2 separate regions of the Mus musculus genome follow, and region 1 is linked to region 2. Evidence: chromatin contacts called from public Hi-C data. All regions are on one chromosome and are shown on one strand. Each heading gives the region's core, a stretch centred on a gene start, on an enhancer-like site or on the middle of the called end of the contact. The rest is flanking DNA. Distances are from core to core; before and after follow the strand shown. Region 1 holds the start of B3gntl1 (UDP-GlcNAc:betaGal beta-1,3-N-acetylglucosaminyltransferase-like 1). Region 2 overlaps Tbcd (tubulin-specific chaperone d).

What was found. A called contact is a pair of places that touch in the nucleus more often than the background predicts.
Region 1: a Hi-C map of the G1E-ER4 cell line shows a contact between it and region 2, with 4 times the contacts expected there. The contact joins the promoter of B3gntl1 here to the enhancer-like site in region 2. A contact is called at or near these places in 15 of 39 promoter capture datasets (the 3T3-L1 cell line, 3T3-L1-derived adipocytes, the C10 cell line and 10 more), 3 of 15 datasets of contacts at CTCF or cohesin (the G1E-ER4 cell line, large pre-B cells and pro-B cells), 17 of 484 Hi-C or Micro-C datasets (the G1E-ER4 cell line, the HL-1 cell line, the HPC-7 cell line and 9 more), 3 of 115 datasets of contacts at active chromatin or transcription factors (acute myeloid leukemia, astrocytes and microglia) and 3 of 9 other capture datasets (adipose tissue, liver and macrophages).

What each region holds. Positions count from the first base shown.
Region 1 is chr11:121,671,758-121,674,457 of GRCm38.p6, reverse strand. It overlaps B3gntl1 (UDP-GlcNAc:betaGal beta-1,3-N-acetylglucosaminyltransferase-like 1), which reads left to right and starts at 1,307. Exons shown (of 13, transcript NM_178664.5): 1 at 1,307-1,473. The coding sequence starts at 1,426.
Region 2 is chr11:121,474,593-121,477,292 of GRCm38.p6, reverse strand. Tbcd (tubulin-specific chaperone d) reads right to left here. Exons shown (of 39, transcript NM_029878.4): 7 at 1,622-1,754. Among named protein-coding and RNA genes, the nearest start is that of Tbcd, 24 kb to the right of the region's middle. Within about 2 kb of position 1,407, at least 56 of the 459 cell types and tissues checked have an H3K27ac peak or open chromatin away from gene starts, as enhancers often do. A contact at or near this core is called in the G1E-ER4 cell line, acute myeloid leukemia, bone marrow-derived macrophages and 4 more, where this site is marked.

The sequences.
Region 1 (2,700 bases), core at 58-2,557, 200 kb before region 2:
TGCGCATGTGTTGGGGGTGTGTGGGGTTGTGCACCATACCCTATATGTTCGGAGGTCAGAGGATAACTTGTGGGAGTAGGTTCTCTCCTTGATACCACATGGGTCCCAGGGCTCAAAGTCGGGTTCTAAGGCTTGGCAGCAACTGTCTTTATCCGTTGAGCCATCTCTTCCACCCATCTCCTGCTATTTTTAAGTGTGGAAACTCTTGAGGGCTGCTTGGTGCCAAGGCCAGTGGGTGACCTCAGTGTCACCCCTCACAAATGGAGGGTGTGGATGACCAAAATATGCCATCTTAAAATATATTTCTAGTTGTAGGATGACCATTTGGAGAAACTGCAGACACAAGCATTAAGTTAGAAAAGCACTAACGAAACAAAATGTACATGGGTTATCTACATTAAGTAATCAGGTGTTTTATCAATATCTGGGTTCCACGCAGCTCAGAGGTTGTCACCCGTCCTTTGGAAGTAATTTAGTGAAACCTTTTGGTTCTGTGGGATGCCTAACTTTGGGACTCCCACAGTTCATAGAACACTTCCTTCCCCAGTATCCCCCGGGACAATGAATCTCTGTGTAGCATAGGAACTCAACTATCTGGCGTTGACCAAGCGTCATGTGTCCTAATGCAGGCCACACGAGGGCCTTGGGTCCATGAGAACTATCTACCTTTGGCTCACTCCAGACAGACCCAGTCCAGACCCAGAACCTTCCTCCAGGAGGGGGTCCTTCCTCCTTGTCTGGAGCAGTCAGACCAAACAAGATTCTGATGAAATGTCGCCTGCTTTAAGCTTACTGGCATTTTCCTTTTTAAAGTTACATAGGCCCAACCTGCGGTGGGATTTTTAAGTAACCACCTACTTGCACAGGGTGGCGTCCCCCCACAAGTTCCCCCCGTTCTTAAGTTTTTTTATAACGTTAGTTTGGCTGCGGACTTCAGTTTGCGATTATTTCCGTCAGGTGGGGCAGGAGGACTTCCGCAGGCCAAGAAGCCACAGAGGCAAGTGAGAAGGACGAAGGCGCAAAGCCAGGGGCGCCCACGGACTCCGGAAGCCCAACCCTTTGCTCGGCCAGGCCCCGCCCACACACTCAGCTCTGGCCACCCCGGAACCCCTCGCCCGAGCTGCTCCCGCCGAGAACGGCGGCTCGCCCCTCCCGCTCCACCATCCAGAGAACACCGACGGGCCGCCTCCCTGAGCATTCTGCTCGAAGGACCGCCTTCCCTTACTGACTGACGTGTCTCTACACCAATAGAACGTGGCTGTTCCCCTAACAGCCCTCCCATACCCGTAAGTCCCTAGCGAGCCACGTGGCTCTGCACCAATCGGAAGCGGTCCAGTCTGTGCATCGCCTCCTGGAGCTTGCTGTGCATGCGTTGGCCTCCTAGGCAGGACTGCGATTGCAGGAAAAGGGCAGTGGAGCCGCGCGATGGAGGTCTCCGAGAACGCCACAACGCGCGGCTCGCTGGCCCTAGTGGTAGGTATGGCCGGGTGAGACGCGGTCCCGCCCTCTTGTGCCTTCTTCTGTTGCTGTTTCTCCCTCCACGGTAGTCATCTTGTCTCCGGCTCGCAGCCGCTGTACGCTGCCACGGGTTCGGGAACCTCAGCTTGGAGGGTTCCCACCATTCCGTTTCGAGGTAGACATGTGTCCGAGCTCATACCGTACACTAACCTGCACACCTACTAGCGCCCCTCCCGCCATATCCCTGCTCGCCAGCATGCCACACCTATCTTAATACCTAGCAGGTGGGTTAGATGTCTCAGGCCAGGGTGCATTAAGTGTGGTTCACAGGCATTGCGCCAAGTGATTGTATTTTTCATGCCAGTCTTATTGAAATTGGAAACCGGTAAATCAAGGCCTTTGTCAGAAATTTATATCTTTTTTTTTAAAGTTGTGAGGTCTGTAGCTCTGGCTGGCCTGCAGCACATACAGCTGAGGATAACCTTGAAACCCTCCAGCGTCCGAGCCACACTTACTGATAACAAATATGAGTCATAACACCCCTTTTCAGTTAAAATCTTGTAGGTCTTGAGAAAATTAAGAAAGTTCTTTCCTTTACAAAGTAAGTCCAGAGGACTGGGGTGTAACTCTGACATGCATGTGAAACACCCTGGGTTCAATCCCCAATAGCTCAAATAAATAACAAATAAAAAGCCTTTAAGCAACATGTTTTCAGAATAAACACAAACAGGATAGAATGCCACTTTGGGATCATCAGCTCCTCAAAGAGCGCTTCATTTGTAAAGGACGGTGTCTTCAACACTCCTTTATAAGATTCTTATAACCGTGTTCAGATTCAGTAATTTAAAGTACACTATACATAGATGGCCTCTACAGTGATTTATGTAGATATTGCCTATATTATATGTAGACCTTGTCTGTAGAGATTATATAGCCTTTGTGTTATATATAGCTTTGTAACATGTACATATATGTATGTATATGTTCACATCTACCTAGCCTATTGGTTTTCCTGCTCAGAAACATGTCCAGTTTTATTTTTTCACATTAATTCAGGGTGGGGGGGTGAGGCCAACTGTTAATTTCTTGGCTGTTCTTTACTACTTACTATATCATATAAAATTGAGGCAGTTCCTGGTTCCTTTGGTTATCAGGTTTCAGTGATTTTATTCCATACTACTTTAGGAACTTTGGCTTTGTGAGATTCCCTGAGAAAAAGTGAGGGTGCCAGAATTCAAGTGT
Region 2 (2,700 bases), core at 158-2,657:
TACTATACACAAATAGAGAAACACCTACTGATACATACCCAAAATAATTATAAATTTTTAAAAACCTATTTTATGTTCCCCAGTAGCATTAATCACAACAGTCAAAAACAGTCACATAATGAAACAGTTTCGGCCTGCGAAAAAGTAGTGAAGAACTGACGCGTGCCTGCCACAGGGTGGGCAGACCCTACAGACGCTGTGCTCAGGGAAAAGAGCCTATCCTACATAAAAGTCACCTCCCAGACAGGTGAGCTCAGTGCCACTGGCCTGTGGAGTATGATGCAGTGTGTATGCGGAATGGCATACTGAGAAGAGACAACGGTGGCTATACAACTCTGTAGACCTAACAAAATGAACTAACGCCCATCTGGAGCCGCCAAGTCTTCAGAGAGAGCAGCAGAGCAGAAGCTCAGGTCTTAAGAAACATTTTATTTTCCCAGGCCTCCCTCTTGCATGTTTTGAATGGCAGGCCTCTGAAAGGCAATGGCAATATCACTGAAAATAAAGAGACACCAGCCGTTTCTCATCCCCACAACCAGGATACACATTCAGCTGCAGAGGCACATGGAGTAGGTCCAGAGAGCCTCGACTTGCCTTCCCGTCCCAGGTTGCATGTCCCCTTCCCAGGGCTGTTGGCACCTGCCCTGATACCTCCCACCCTGCATCAGGACCTGTATTAAGGAGTAGTACAAAAAGCCAAACTCAGTATGACTGGTTGCCTTCAGACTTCTCCAAAGGATCCTACTTCTAAGTGACATGTCAGCTCCCTTTGCCTTCAAGACAAGGACAAGAACTACTGTCAAATCGCATCCAGTGTAATCAAAGAAAAACAAGGAAGAGGTTTCTGACCCTGGAGCCGCACAGTTTCAGAAGGCTATCTGCACCCTCCAGAATGCCAAACCCTAGAAACCAGGGCCTTATACAGCTATCCATGCCTTCGTCCAAAATACTGACTCTTAATACCATGGCCTCAGAGAGTCTCTGTAACCTTGTAAACATTAACCCTAGAGACAGACTTGGAGAGGCACCATGACCTTCTTAATGCTGACCATCAAAACCAAACAAAGCCTTAGGGGGTCCATCTGTGACCTCCGGAATACTGGTCCAGGAGCTTCCTAGCCTTGTTAATAGGGCCATGTCCTCTGAGATTTCACACCAGAGTGGTTCTCCTTGTCAGTACTAAAAAGCCATACAACAGACAAGCAGAGAAGACCAGCAATAGGAAGGATGGGCACAGTGGGCATCTCCAGACGGGCCCCAGTGTCTGTATTTAAACTCGGGAACTAGAAATTTTGTAACCCACGTAAGCAAACAGGTTTCAAGCCCTCTGCCTTCTTTCACTTGGGCTGGTTTCACTGCTTTACGACAAAAAAACTAAAGGCTGCAGTTCTGCAGGCGCCGCTGCCCTCTAGTGGTGAAGCACAGTTCTTCAGCTTTCTCCTGGAAGCCACCACTCCAGTCCAGCCTTACACACTAAGCACACAGCAGTGGAAAATGAAACCACAACCCTGTAATGCAAATTAATCCTACCAGGTTCCCGTAATTCAAACACAGAGTGAATGGAACCAACAGTTTGGGCACAGTGCTGGAGCTCCACATGCTGTCCCGGGGCAGGGCTCACCAGGGCCTGCAGCATCCCATCCATGGTAATGACACCCTCGATGGTCTGGAAGGAAGAGTGGGCCAAGGTGCAAAGGCTCCAGTCCAGAAAGCTGGCCATCTTTCTCTGCTTGACATCGGGACGTGTGATAAATCTACAGGGGAACGCAAACACACAGGAGATGCTCAGTAAGACTCCAATGCTGAAAGCTCACCCACATCCCACCACACACCACACACCACACACATTTCCTCCCAGTCATCTTAGATCCCTGAACAGGTTAGGTCAGATGCCTGCATCTCTCTCTCTCTCTCTCTCTCTCTCTCTCTCTCTCTCTCTCTCTCTCTCTCTCTCTCTCTCTCTCTCTCTCTCTCTCAGAAACCAAATCCCTGACCACCATGGCCCAGCAGCTGATTGCCCATCAGGATCTCTCAAAAAGTTACTCAGAGGCCTCACCACCCTACCTCCTTCCCTCCTGGGCCCCAACTAACCACCAGCTTTACAAATAGATGGGCATCGTTAACCCACCACAGCCAGGGAACATCTACATGCTTCTCAGCTCTGACTCCTTCCAAGTATCTCCCTTAATCTCAAGATATATCCTCCACAACCTAATCCAACAACCAACCCCGACCCAAGGACCTTCCTCTACCACAACCTCATGTTGCACAAGCCTGTTTCCTTCCACCCAACATCTGGCTGACAATGTGAACCCAGACCTCTGACTCAGTGACTCTAGACAGATCCTATAAGGGAGGAAACACACAAAGGAAGGGAAGGAGAGGGGAAGAAGAGTAAGGGGAAGAAGGAGGAAAAGAGGGGGAAAGGAGAAGGAAGGGAGGAAGGGAAGGTGCTGCGTCCCCAAAGGCAGCTCAAGGACAATCTCAAGGGGCCTTGCCCAGGAGAAGCTGAACAAGAAGAGACACAGCACAGCCAGTGGGAAAGATCTGTGTCGGGGAGGGGGAGGGGGGAGCTGACAGGAAATGTGCAGGGATAAGTACAGGGACCAGGAACCAAAGGACCCAAGCAGGCAAGTAGCAGGTTTATGACTGTCCTGGCTAGTCTCATGTAGGAGCATGGACAAGGCTGTGCCAGCAGGT